3 separate regions of the Sus scrofa genome follow, and regions 1 and 3 are each linked to region 2. Evidence: chromatin contacts called from public HiChIP or PLAC-seq data. All regions are on one chromosome and are shown on one strand. The core of a region is the stretch at or near the end of the contact, and the rest is flanking DNA. Distances in the headings are between cores, read along the strand shown.

Region 1 (4,737 bases), core at 1,843-4,342, 410 kb after region 2:
CTGTCAATATATAACATATGCCATAAAGGGAAAGAACCACAGACAAAAACTGACTTAATGTGCCCTTTAAACGTGTTCTGTGCAACTGCTTTATGCCTCTTCCATAAAGTTTCTCTTTATTTTCCCCCTTGACTTAGAAAAGGGAGACTGTATAAAACTTTGAAAGTTCCTCACTAAACCTAAAGAGAGGCATAAGTTACTCTGTGTAGTAATGACTTGATTTGAAGAAGGAGAAAAGCAGGTTACTTCTTTGTAAAGTGACAAATTAAAAAGCCCAGCTTACTAACTCTAAAGGCACAATCCCCTCGTTTAAAAAGAAGCCCTTGACAAAGACTCTTGGATGTGTGGGGCTGAAAGTGGGGCTGAAATTCGGGGTGGAGGAACAGCCTGGTTATGACTCACTGCTAGCTCTCAACTATCTGCTTTAGCATGGGGAGGGAAAGAAAGGGTGAGTTAAATCCTCAGTTAATCCCCAAACCTTTTAACAACAGTTTCAGCCTCCTCCTTATCCACGTCCTTTATCAGAGCTGCTGTAACACAACAGAAAAGGCTGAAGGAGTTTTACCTCCTTTTCCTTGTCCTGTGGCAAGAGGGTTGGATGAGGAGATGACCTTTCTAGTCCAGTCCAGCCCTGGAGGAAGTGCTGATGAGCAGTGAAATGCCGACAGGGCCAGTTCAGCCACGGCAAAGAGAAGGTCAGGAAGCTTCTGAGTCGTATTAAGCCACCGGCAAGCAAGACTGGACTTTACCAGAGAAGGATTTTATTACAGTTTTAGTAAAGCGTCAAGTGTCAAACAAGGACAACTTTCACTTTATTGGTTAAGAGAATCATTGAATTCTGAAAGAATTAAATAGCAGACTTGGCTTTACATGTCCATAGGTGTGTCAGCAGGAAATTCTTCCTTTGTAGATCCCCTGATAGCATGAGGAATACATATGGTGGAGGTATGAGACATTTTGAATGACTGATCTTTGCTTTCATTAATAAAACATACTGACAAGAGACTTGAAACACACAAATGTGGAAAACCTGATCAAGCCATAACTGGTATGTGAATACAGGCAGGCTTTCGTCTATACATACCTGTAGTGCTACTTTTTTGAAATGTTGGAGAAAAGCAAGCTGTTCAACCTCAGGTGGAATATCAATGGAAGACAGAACAGCTATAAAAAAATCCCAGGAGTTCCCATTGTGGCTCAGCAGTAACGAACCTAACTGGTACCCATGAGGACTCAGGTTTGATCCCTGGCCCTTCTCCATGTCTGCTCAGTGGGTTAAGAATCCGGCATTGCCATAAGCTGCTATGTAGGTTGCCAACGTGGCTTGGATCTGGTGTTGCTATGACTGTGCTGTAGGCCAAGAGCTATAGCTCTAATTTGACTAACCTGGGAACTTGCATATGCCATGGGTACGGCCCTAAACAGACAAAAATAAATTAATTAATTAAACAAACAAAAAAACAAATAAAAAAAATCCCACTTTCAACCTATTAGGATAGTCAGGGCATATAAGGATCCACCTTTTTCCTCACCTAGAAAAATGAATGGTACGAATCCACAACCAAAGGGGTTCTATTCCTGAAGTACGCTGTTCCCATTCAGAAAGATTTGTTTTACACATCTCTAAATGCTCACAAGTTAAAGGGTATTCACAAGGAGATGTAAAAATGCTTGACTGGCATTATTGGAAATCCTCATCATAGTAAAAATGGATTGGCTGAAATAAACTTTCACTCATAAAACTGTGCGAGATAGCTCTCCTTTGCACACTGGAGCTTTCTGCTCTGTTTTTTTTTTTTTTTTTTTTTTTCCTTCCATTGGTGTCTTTGGTTAAAAAGTTTCAACTCATTCTAAAAAGTGGAAAATTTGATGTGATACCACACTTCCTCCCTCTTTACACGCAAACATTGCTCATCAGGCAGCTCCAAAGGGAAGAGGAAGAGGTAGGAGAAGGAGGAGTAGCAACAAAGATTATGATATAATACCACTCACAGAAGAATAGATAAAAAACTGCTATAGTCAGAGAATGACCCAGTACCACTTCTGTGTTAATCTAGATTCCTTCCTGCTTTGGAAATAAATACCATCTAGATATTTTGAGTCAGAGATTTCTGCCTTGGAGTTTTGAAGAATATGCCAATGCCCCGCATACTGATTACCTCAATGAAGTTATAATAATACGATTTTCGGGGGGCTATGCCTGTGGCACACAGAAGTTCCCAGACCAGGGATCAAACCCTAGCCATAGCAGTGACAATGCGGGAATCTTAACTACTAGGCCACCAGGGAACTCCAATTGTATGATATTTTTAATCCAAGCCCTCAGCCATGTGCGGAAAGCCCAGAGGAGTCACGCCACAGTATCTCATGCTTCTAGTTCTTTTGAAGTAGAATTTCCTTTCCTGCTGGAGCTGCCCAGAGAAATGAGAAAAAGCAATGGTACAATCAAGCATTATACCCTGCAGGGCAAATTCCTAGCTGACAATAATTTCAGAAAAAGAGGAATAAAATCTAGTTGGGTTGGTGTGATTGGTGTAAGTTTCAGGGATGAGCTAATTTGGATAATTACCAAAGTTTGTGTGCTATCTTTAAAGTTTACAAAATGATTTTATACCCATAATGTCACTTGACTTTTTTGATCACTCACGAGGTGGGTTAAATACTCACCCCATTTTATAAATTTGGAAACAGAGGCTCAGAAAAATTAAATGACTTACCTGGGGCCCCACTGGCCTTTGAATAGTCTTCTGACTCTAAAATCACATTCATCGCATGTACACACATGCACGTTGGTGTGTGTGTGTTTGTGTGCAAATGTTGGCGGTGGAGTCATACTGGTTGGAGGGGACATTTATAGTAAAGGCAAAAGAACAGAAGGCAGGTTACCCAGGTTTTATGGTGGGTATATATTACCTGACAGTGGAAAGTATCTTATTTTAGTCTCCAGCTCCTTTGCCTCCCATCTTTGTCATTTCCAAAACCGTTTCTAGTGCCAGGGAAAAAGAACATAAAACCCTAGGTAATCTAGATCCATACTAGCGGCAGCCTGGGAAAGGCCTCTTATGGCATCTGAGCAGGGCGTTGGCCGCGTTCCTTTTTTCCTCTCCAGGTATCTAAATTAAAGCCGTCTGCCAGCGTCTGAGCACCAGCAGCCACAGCAGCAGTGGCGGCGGCCGCAGCTGCCGTAATACTGGTTACAGGCCCCCTGCACAATATATTAGGTGAAATGAAAGCAGCAGCAAGAGAGAGCGTGTCAGAGCTGTCTGAAGCATCATTCCAAATGGTATGGATTTAACAATACTTAATTTAAAAAACACCAGCTTGGATAGGAGCAAGCTGTTAACATTCAGTGTGCTTTATGGCAGGAAAGAGTGAGCTCAACTCTCAGAATTTCTCTCTCTGGGGACGGTGCCTTACTGTGTTTGCTCCAGAGCCACCTGTCTCTTCCTGAGGCTGGACCTCCTCACTTGGCCCTCCAGTTGCAGTGACTGCTGTCCAGAGAGGGCAGAGGGTCTTCTGGAAAGAACTCAGGGTGGAGCATGATGGAGAGCTTAGGTATGTCCTCATCTCCCCTCTTGAAGGAGCCCGAGCCTTATATCCTTATGGGTGAGTGTGGAAGGTGGTTTGCTTTCCCTGGCCAATTCCGAAAATTCAAGTGAGGAAAAATCAGAGTGAAGATGAGATAAAGCCACAGGAAGCCGCCTGTCAGTCTCAAGGGCAGAGCTGGCATTCGAGCAGTTATCTATTTAACACTCAAGTGACTGGGGTGTTCTCTACCTTTTTCAAATAGTCTTTCACACATGACCTGATGTGATATGAGCAGAAACCCTGTCAGGTAGAGACTGGTTATTATCCTCAATTTACAGATGAGGAAACTGGTGACCTTCTATGATAAGTGGGTTCATTAAAGTTAATTATTAGCAGGTGGGAAACTGGAGTTATAGCTAAGATGGTTTGACTTTCCCCGGGCAATTCTCTGAGAAGTTTGATAGGCTACATTGATCGAGTGTATCCTGTGCCAGGCACTGTTCTAAGTACTTTATTAATTCTTCACAAGAGAATTTTCCCTATGGAATAGATACACATTATTGTCATATGGATATCATTTCTGGTAGATTAGCTGTCAACATTCATTAACTGCTGCCTTCTTGAAATGCAGAGGCCCCAAACCTAGAAACTACATTTCCTAGACTCCTTTGCAGCTAGTGTATCAGATGCAATTTAGATTTGGCTGCTGCAAAGCATTCCCATAAGATTTGGAAGGTGAAAGTGAGGCAGAGACCACACTTTGCTCTCTCCTCTTATAAACATGGCTGTAGAGCAATGTTGTTTATCTGCAACCATGCTAATCAATTGCTACCTTTGTGGATATCAAGAGGCAGACCTGGGACAATCAATTTATTAGCTGGATCAGAGACAGGGCATGGCTACGCAGCCCTGCACTGCCACTCAATGGGTGACTTCCTGGTTATGGAATAGGCAGAAGCTCCTTTGGTGATCTGCTGGTGGACAGTATCATAGGAATCTTCACAGAGCTCAAACTAGAGTCTTTGTCATTGGCAATTCCAATTTTCCATGAGTTCATTAATACCTTGTGACACTTTCAGCTTAAATTAGCAAGATTAATTCTGTTCTCTTGGCAGAATTCTTGAGTGATTCTTTAACAGAGGAATAAACTGAGGCACAGAGAATTAAATAACCTGTCAGGATCACATACTCAGAGAAAGGAAGGACCTA
Region 2 (4,908 bases), core at 210-2,709:
CATTACATAAGGAACAGCATCTTGAAAGAGTTTTCTGGAGATCAGTTGCTTGATCTTAACCTTGGCACTCAAAACAGTGAGCTTGCAGATGGAACACTCTGGGGGAGATAGTCCTTTAGCTGGTTATGCTGCACTGTGGCTCTGGTACTTCCTAGAGGCACCTAAGTGTGGGGCAGAGAAGGCGCAGTTTCCTAGCAAAGCCAGATCCAAGCCTGGAGCACCTCCTGACCCTGGCAGTCTGAGTCTCAGTTAAGCCAGGTTTTGTCTGCTGGTACTCACTGTTTTTTCTACCCTGCTATAACCCATGTCTCATTTAATTTTGTTTAATCCCTCAGAAACCTACAAAGTTTCTTCAAGTTTTCTGGAGCAATTTCCCACCTCCAGGAGTGGGAAATTGCTCCAGTCCATAGGCCTTACACCTCTTAGGGCTGCATATGTGGTGAAAGTAAGTTGTTTTCAGAATGTGAGGTTCCAACTGCAGTTTGGATCCTCACAAGTGAGACTGCCCAGGGCTGTGACATATGGCTTTTCTCATAAAGCCAAGCTGTCAGCTGGGAAACACTCTGAAATCCTTGGTCCGTATACAAATGTGGAGGCTTCTCTTGGGATGTTTGAACCCTGGGCTAGTTCTCAAAGATGAGGGGAAGGGACTGCAGTTTGGGAAAGAGAGTGAGAAAAGATTTGGTGCTTTCCAGCCATTTCCTTCAATCAAGAGAAAACATTCTTTAGTTTTACTGCCTAGGAAAAAATTTATCTACACGAAGTGGTTGAAACAGCTACTGGGGTCAAAGCGGGACTTCCCGGTACTGTTCAAAAAGACGACCAGGGTGACATGAGTTTGTGTGCAAAGAACAGGGCTAATGTGCCCAGGGGGCTTGGTGGGGAAACCAGTCAGAGGTGAGCCTGTGTCCATTTCCTAGTTCAGTAGTGGCACATCTGGCTTTCGGGAGAGGCCAGGGCCAGGGAACAAATTCTTCCTGAATGTGGATCTGTGACTTATTTAGTTTGGTGGAACGTCCCTGCTCCAATCACCCCAGAGAGAGATGACTGCGTGCAGATTTCCACCCGGCAGGAGCTGAGCCATTTAGGAAACAGGCAGAAGGTGTTATAAAGCCCCCTGGGGCACTGAAACCCAAGCAGACCCAGCCATTATCTCATTTGCAGAAGTAAATGAGGCTGATTGACTCTGACCATCACCATAGTGAATCAAAAAGTCCCTGGCATGTCCAAGACCTCTTCTTCATTTCACACAGTTTGGCAAGGGCAGTCTTCCAGCCTCTCGTATCCCTGGTGAATGTCAGGCCTGCCTTTCAATCAAGTTTTATTTCCAGATATACATTTCAGCAATTTTTCAGGAGCTGGGGTGGGGGCTTTGAGAAAGGAGAGGTCCAGGCTCTATTACAGTTCAGGAAGGGTATAAAAGGACATTAATCATTCCCGTGGAAGCCTTCCCGTCAGCAAGTCAAACTGCTGATATTAATGAGTGTGTTTCATATTTCATTGAGGCTCTCCTTGGTTTCAGCTGCTTCTTATGACTCAGCTGGCAAAACACAAAGCGGTTGCCTAAGTAGTGGGTGAACGTCCCACAGATAGGTAGTGAAAGGGCGTTTCAGGAGCCAGCCAGTGCCCCCCATCCCCCAGCTCAGGGCACCATGCTGCTGCCAACTAAAACCCATCCATTATCCCTTTAGCTACTGCCTGAACACTGGGCGTGTGTGTGGCACAGTGCTCAGTGGGACTCACAGCTGCTCAAAGTGCAAGGATGGAAGAGGCAGATTGTGAGTGTCATTCTGGGCTACAGGACTCAAATGCAGAGAATATGCCCTTAAACAACATGAGTAGGAACTACACAGGTCTGCTTGTATTCAAATTTCTTTCACTAAATGCCTGCTACAGCACCATATCATCTGTGGTTGTGAAACTGCCGATATTGAGGGCTGACTATAAAGTTATAGGTGGATTTTTAACTGCTCAGGGTTGGTGCGCCTAATCTCTGCCTTGTTCAAGGATCAACTGTAAACCAAAAGCTGAGGTAGCTATGGGAAATGGAAATTTATATCAGCTTTAGCAGGAGGCAACCCTTTGTAGGAGGGAGGATAAGATTTCCTCAACTAAATTGGAGTACTGATTAGCACAGGTATTTATAGTTAGGAGAAATGAGAGGGGTTGGGGTACAGGCTAGTCCTCACTAGCCACTAAGCACTTCAACTGCAAAAATATTTCTGCTCTTACAAACCACCTGAGGAACCAGCTTCTCACTGCAGGAGGGGAGCTCTCTTTTGCCAGGCCTGGGATGCTCCTGGTCCCTGAACAGACCCCTGCAGACCCTTGGGAAACCTGGGAAAGCTTTAACTGGCTCAATGGTGAGGGAACCAATAGGCAGGAAAGGAGGCTTATGCTGTGGTGGAGAGGTTGGTGGATCTGCGCTGATAGGACAGGGCAGTTCCTTGGATGTCAGGCCCCTTACCTGCACTCAGCATCTCTCACTCTCAGAGTGTCAGACAAGGGCTGGTCATGAACTTAGCTAAAAGTCCAGGCATATCCTGGGGAGTGGGCAGCTTGAGCCAGCATCCAGGGCACTCACCGGGAAGGGCAGTCTCTTCGGTTGCAGGCAATTGGCTGCAGAGCAGGGCGTGCCTTCCCCGCACAGTGAGTGGGGTTGACTTCTGTGCTGTTCAGGAGACACCGCAGGCGGGGCTGCTGAACACCCCTGTTACCACAGGAGGCCGAGCAGGTTGCCAGTCTGTCCACAGACCACCAGTAATCTGTCACAGAAGGAGGATCAGAGGTGAAAAGGAGATAGCTTCAATGCCCATGCTATTCCTTCAGAGCAGCTTAGGGTGGGGTGGGTATGTGGGCAAGAGATGCTGTTATGAATGAACTCTGTCTCCATTCCCAACCTATCTAAGCAAGGCTTTGGTTGGCTCATCCATAAAGTGAGTACAATAGCCCTTACCTCATCACACTACTATGAGGACTGGGTATAAGAAATCATAGGACACACACTTAATCAGTGGCTGTAGCTCTTGTATTTTCAAACCTATTTCCTAAAGTAGTTTTTTTTCTTTCTATTGGTTTACAGTGACTTTACTTTTCAACAATGATATAGAAAGATATCAGAGCTACTTAACAGTCACATTTAAAAGTATATATATATGAGTTGGACATTGTACTTGTTAAAGAAAAACAGCATATTCAGAAAAGTATTCATTTATGGGAGATGATGATGTTAGATAGGCAGTTTTCTTTGGATTTTCTCTTTGGGGGTCTGGGACTCACTAGTAGGAAAGCTGTTAAAAATAACTGTGGGCTGGTAAATTTTGAGTGCTTATTTGCAAAGTTGTGTGTTATACATTTTGCAGATAGGTACTGCTTCTGGTTTTCAGCAGAGGATGGCTGGCTGGCAAAAAATGGAACATTTACTTTCCTATTTGGAAAAGCAAATGGTGGGGGAAGATGTTTAAGTGGGAAAGCCCATGTGCTCAGAAAAACCTCCCTCCTTATGTGCTAAACTGGCACACATGGTCTCTTCCCAAGAATCCTCCATTTTAAGATGCATGTAGTAGAATTTAGCTTTTCCTGAAAGTATCATGCACAGGCCACAGGTAGAACCAGTCTATGGAAAACTTAAAAGCATCACTTTAGTTCCTGTAACAAAGCTAGTTTGGATCCCTCTCCCACTGTTTTGGGCTCATTCACTACCCTTTCTTGGGGCAGTGCCCACCCCAAGTCTCTGACCTGCCCATGTGCCTGGAAAGTTAATGTGTGAGTCTGCTTGTGGTCAGGCCATGGGGAAGGTGCTTGGAAAGCACTTAGCATGTGACTGCAATTGAACACTCTCATGGATGATTGGCCAGTCCTGGCACAAGCCCCTATTCTCCAGGGCAGGGGCAGTAACCAAGTGGTTCAGATAAAGAGGTAATTTTAGGCCAACCCAAGAGAGGAAACTTGCATTTTGACAGGCAGCTGTGTGTGCGTGTATGCACATGTGTACACACGTATGCACATGTGCACACACGTATGCACATGTGCACACACACATGCACACACTCTCTACTAATAAACCATCATAAGGGAAACACATTGTTTTGCTATTTGGTGGTATCCTTGTGGTCCTGAGCAGCAGCCACATGACAAGCAGAAGCGCCCATTTATGAAAGTGGCACTGACTTTTCCAGGTTCTGCCGAGATGGAGCCTGGTGGCTCTTCTGAAGAGCCTCATGGTATGGCAACACTGTTGGGCTTCAGTTTTCATGCTCTAGGAACCACTGGAGATCAGACATCACTTTGTTCTTCTAGATAATCCCAAGTAGATTGTCTTGTTCAGGAAGCAAGCCTGGCACCCAATGCCTGAAGGGTTTCTTACCTTGGATCACTAAAGAGGCTTTCTGAACAAGCATTCCTGCCTCATTCTGAGCAAGGCAGCTGAATTCCCCTTGAGACCCTCCACTGAGATTTGCAATTTGGAGAATCTGTCCAGCTGCCAAGATATGATGCATCAGTCCTGTGACATTGGCAATTGGCCGGCCACTGTGGAACCAGGTGATATTGGGAGTAGGGTAACCTTTGATGGGGCAGCCTAGAAGGACAGGAGAGGAGAAGTAAGTAATACAGCCAAAAAGGACACATTCCTGACCAGCTGTTTGATGGTTTCCATGGATCTTGAGGCCATATATATGATGTGGCTTGCCCAGGGCATTTTTCTTATGCTTCTCATTTCCAAGCAAACAGGAGATACACTTACTCTCTGAGATTTTGGGAGGGTGACTTATTCATTCAATTAAATAAAAATTCCTGGGGAACACAAAGTGCCTATTTATGTCTATGCCCCTATAGTAACTTTTAAAAGATGAAGCAATTAAGATTTACTCATTGAACACTTTCTCAATTTAATTAGTTCCTATGCCA
Region 3 (4,412 bases), core at 1,370-3,869, 450 kb after region 2:
GTTTTAGTGGTAAAGTCCTATATTTCTAGTGGTATTTGTTAGGAATCTAACACACCCTTTAAAGGGTGCTAGTGTTTTTACAGGTTTGTTATTGTTTTTGTGGGTGTTCTACTCCCAAAGTTTCCTGAGTGTGAATCGCCTGCCCTGATCTAATTTTCTTATAAATCCTGCTAGTTTTAATGCATGTTTCCCAGGATCTCAAGACTTTTCAGAAATGCCTACCACACAATAATAGAACTGCCTGGATATGTGAAAGCATAATGTCAAGTATAATAGGCTGCATGTGAATATAGTAAGAAAATTCTAAGCATGATCTGTAGTGGTTAGCTAGCCAATGCTATCAGGAAGATATATCAGGATTTGGGAGAAGACTGAACCTTGAATATAAATAGCAAGTTACTGGATGGTATGAAGCAGTATAGTGAAATAAGAGCCTAGGTTCAAACCACACTGAGGGTCAAAGAGTTGACCACTTTCTTATTATATAACTTTGGGTACACAGATCATCCTCTACATCTCCATTTCATTATCTATCAAATGACAGTTCTGTAGGAAGATGAAATGGGATAATAATATAACATGCTTAGCACACTGCCTGGCATTCATTCAATGAGAACTGATTAAGGGTCTGAGAGCCAGGCACTCACTACTGGGGAGCCTAAGGATACGGTTGCAAACAAAGTACAATGTAGAGTATTCAATTTTTTTTTAAATGCAGTTATTACAAGGGTGTTTCTCATTTCCTTATATCTGCTCCATATACTTCTGAAAACGGAATCTCTTCAGTTAGCAATAACAACGAGCAAATCCAGTTGTTGGTACGTTATGTGTTCTTTACTCCATTGCTGGAACATATCATCAAAGCAAAGTTAAGACAAAGGCACTGGGGTGATCATGTTGTCTGAGGAACAGTGCTGGATAGGGGAGTCCCTGGCAGGGCTGGCCGGTCGGTCATGACCTAGGGAAAATGACTCTTTGTTTCTTAAGATGCTTCTAGACAGCAACAAAGAACCAAAAAGAACTTTGCAGAACACCAATATGGAATCATTTAAAAAGAATAAGGAAGAAAAAGACCGGCTACCCGGTCTTGGCTTACAGTGCGGGAGTGTGTGTGTAGGTGGGGGAGGGGGTACAAGGGCTCTGGAAGGGAGCCCTGGCGGCTCTGTCTTCCCTGGGTGCTGGGGCGGGGGGGGGGGGGGGCTCGAACACTTGGTGAAATGCACACTTGGTGAAATGCACATTTGGTGAAATGCAAAGATCAATCAGATTCACAGGGCAGTGGGGTAGTGGGGGCGGGAGTCAGAGAGGGGGGCTGCCCTGTGTGTCCAGACCCTCTCTGCGCCTGCTTGTCTGTTTGGGTAAGCCTAAACTGAGCGCAGGGTCCTCACTGGCTGCCGAGGAGCTGGCGCCGGGCAAGAGACTTGCAGCCAACAACAGCAAATGGTGGCGGTGAAGAGGAAGCCTGCGGTGCTGCAGCCCCCTCTAGGGTAACATTTAGGAGCATGAGAAGAAAGGCAATGCAAGAGGGCAGCTTGGAAGGAAGGGACAGGCTTGAAATTCGAGCGAGGGGACCGGACTGGAGAGAGGTGGGGGGAAGCCAGCAGTAGTTCCAAAATACCGCGTCAGGTCCTGCTGACACCAAAGCAAAAACATCCCTCACCACCCCAGGGGCTGGGAGGCTGAGTTCACTTGTCCATGGGGGTGGCTGCCCTAGTGGTGTTGGGTTCCTTGACAGAGATCAAAAGGGGAGCTTGCTGCTCTTAGAGCAGAACTCTGCATACACTCTTCAGAGAGGTGCTCTGTTTTCACCAGAAGTTATTTTTCAAAAATAACAAGTTTGGGGTTTCTCTCTCCTTCGATGTCTCCTTTCATTCATATTCTGATTCTGTCTCTCTCTTCTCTCCTTTCTTTCTTCTGGTCGTGATTAAGACCAGAAGTGCTCAATTAATGCTATCCTGTTGCATAAGGCCAATGAAGAGAACTGTTATTTGGCTCAATGTTATCTGGCCTGATGTGGTGAATAAACAAGACCCGGTGCAGGGCCCACCAGGCACGTGGTGGCAAGAGTCCCCACAGCCCCTCTTCTGCCCATGCCATCGTGCAGCCTGGATTAGCAAGCAGGGCTGTATAATTGCCAGGAGAATGGTGCCTGATCTTGGCATTGAAAGTGTATCAGTGTTAACAGCTGGGTGCCTATGTCATGCTCAATGACGATTTAGTGGCAACATCGGATATCAGATTAGCCAGGCTAGCAGGCAGGGGCTGTCTTCTTGCCAAAGCTGTGCAGCTCCAAAGGTCACGGTGACCTCCTGGGCTTAATATTGGTATTTAATGAAATGCCTTCCTTATCACTCTTCTCGGCCAAGGGCTTTATTTCTGAGAAGAGCTTCCAAATATAACATGATCTAGTGTCCTGGGTTGCCTTGCTAAACTCCCAAGAGGTGCCTCTGTACCTCAGACTCTGAATGGGTGGTGAGCTAGGAACAAAGATATAAGGGAATTCAGAAAGGGAGGGAGCCAACAGGAACGGTCAATCAGGATAGGACTTGTGTTATCCCAATGAGTTTAGACTTGACCTTGTAGCAGTGAGAAGGCAGTTATAGGATCTTATACTTTATACAAAACAGAGTCAGAGACTGCAGGCTGTTGTGACTGAAAAAGGAAGCCCCATTGCTCCCAATGGGAGAGAGAAGTGAGGTCTGAACCACACTATTAGCAGCAGAAACAGAGGGAAGGGAAGGACGCAAGAGATATGAAGGTGGTAAAATTTACAGGACATGGTGACTACTTGGAAGTGGGACATGAGAAAGAGAGCATGTCTGGCTCTAGAAATCCAGCTGCATGGGTGCTGCTGCCCTTAAAAAATGATGGGTTATTAAGAAGTAGGTTTGGGAGTTCCCATTGTGGCTCAGTGGGTAACGAATCCGACTAGGAACGATGAGGTTGTGGGTTCGATCCCTGGCCTTGCTCAGTAGGTTAAGGATCCGGCATTGGGATCCTGCGTTGCTGTGGCTGTGGTGTAGGCCAGCAGCTGTGGCTCCGATTCGACCCCTAGCCTGGGAACCTCCATATGCCACAGGAGTGGCCCAAGAAATGGCAAAAAAGACAAAAAAAAAAAAAAAAAAAAAAAAGTAGGTTTGCCAAGAATGCTGGAGTGGAGCTAGTGAGTTCATTTGTGATGTGCAGAGTGTGATGTGCATAGCAACCACCAATGTCCTTCAATGGGGACCCCTCTTTGCTGCAGCGAATCACCTTGCCAAAGACTACAACCCTCCTAGATGATGGCCTATTGCCAGTGACTGGTTGATGCCTGGGTACAAAGGCCCATTCCCCCTGGCTTCAATTTAGGACAACTCTGAATAATTATTCCAGCTCTAGAGCCCCCCTTCGGCTTGGTCACAGCCTCCTTGTGGGTCAGCTTTTACCTCTACCTGCCTGTCCTTTCTCTTCCTTACAGGTGTGTCTCCCAAGGATCCTCCCCAACAATCCTTCTGCAGGTAAATCTCTACCCATCCCAGGGTAGAGACACTTCCAGGGACACTTTATAAGAGAGTGTGGTTAGAAGAAAAGGATTCCAGAGGATGGCTAAGAAAATAGAAAATATATAGTTTTGAAACCTAAAGGAAGAGTAAAGTTTCTGGGAACAGATAGGAGTTGATAGTATCAAATACCACAGAGAGCTGTAGAGTAAAAAAGGGCTGAGAAGTATTCACTGAACAGCCAGGAGGTAAGCCATGGATAACTATGACCAGGGCTGTTTAAAGGAGCAATAGTGTAGAAGACAATTTGCAGTGGGTCCACTGGGAACCATATCTAGTCACCTACGATGGAGTGTGATAATGTGTGTATGTATGACTGGGTCACCTTGCTGTATAGTAGAAAATTGACAGAACACTGTAAACCAGCTATAATAGAAAAAAATAAAAATCATTTGAGACTTAAAAAAAAAAAGAACAACACAGGCACGTGGAGAGAGTCAGTGTAGACTGCTGTTTGAAGAATCATGTCTGTGGAGACTCCGAGAGAGGTCTGGTGGTGGAAGTTAGGGAAGGAGATAAGGTCAAGGTCCCCATGAATTGAAAAGAACAGACTGAGACAAAATAGCCAAAGGAAAGAAAGATGATGATGCCACTGGGGAAAGAGGAGAACATGAATAAAGCAATGTGTTTGAGGTGGGCAGGATGCCATGCCAGCCATGTCTTTCTGTCATACTGGCTGCGGGGAGGTGTGGAGGAGATGGAGGAAGCGAGCAAGACTGTTCACTATCTTCTACATCATGCCTCCAATCCTTCTCTGAGCACTGAACGTCACAACCTTCTTCAACTTCTTTCTGTCCTTGCTTCCCACTAGTCTCCTTCTGACTTGTAGCCCTCAAAACAACCCAGGCCACTGCAAGCACACCAAGGTCCCTC

The links. HiChIP or PLAC-seq counts read pairs in DNA pulled down with a chosen protein or histone mark.
Region 1: a contact with region 2 is called in an H3K27ac HiChIP or PLAC-seq map of skeletal muscle, with 5 times the contacts expected there. The contact joins two enhancer-like sites. A contact is called at or near these places in 1 of 47 Hi-C or Micro-C datasets (skeletal muscle) and 1 of 2 datasets of contacts at active chromatin or transcription factors (skeletal muscle).
Region 3: an H3K27ac HiChIP or PLAC-seq map of skeletal muscle shows a contact between it and region 2, with 8 times the contacts expected there. The contact joins two enhancer-like sites. A contact is called at or near these places in 2 of 47 Hi-C or Micro-C datasets (both in skeletal muscle) and 1 of 2 datasets of contacts at active chromatin or transcription factors (skeletal muscle).

What each region holds. Positions count from the first base shown.
Region 1 is chr1:204,384,244-204,388,980 of Sscrofa11.1, forward strand. All of the region lies in intron 2 of ADAMTSL1 (ADAMTS-like protein 1), which reads right to left. The region is part of intron 1 of LOC110256879 (a long non-coding RNA gene); the gene reads left to right. Among named protein-coding and RNA genes, the nearest start is that of ADAMTSL1, 560 kb to the right of the region's middle. Within about 2 kb of position 3,093, at least 1 of the 83 cell types and tissues checked has an H3K27ac peak or open chromatin away from gene starts, as enhancers often do. A contact at or near this core is called in skeletal muscle, where this site is marked.
Region 2 is chr1:203,973,567-203,978,474 of Sscrofa11.1, forward strand. ADAMTSL1 (ADAMTS-like protein 1) reads right to left here. Exons shown (of 30, transcript XM_021074260.1): 25 at 4,367-4,579; 26 at 2,585-2,765. Among named protein-coding and RNA genes, the nearest start is that of SAXO1, 190 kb to the left of the region's middle. Within about 2 kb of position 1,460, at least 3 of the 83 cell types and tissues checked have an H3K27ac peak or open chromatin away from gene starts, as enhancers often do. A contact at or near this core is called in skeletal muscle, where this site is marked.
Region 3 is chr1:204,418,307-204,422,718 of Sscrofa11.1, forward strand. All of the region lies in intron 2 of ADAMTSL1 (ADAMTS-like protein 1), which reads right to left. Among named protein-coding and RNA genes, the nearest start is that of ADAMTSL1, 520 kb to the right of the region's middle. Within about 2 kb of position 2,620, at least 25 of the 83 cell types and tissues checked have an H3K27ac peak or open chromatin away from gene starts, as enhancers often do. A contact at or near this core is called in skeletal muscle, where this site is marked.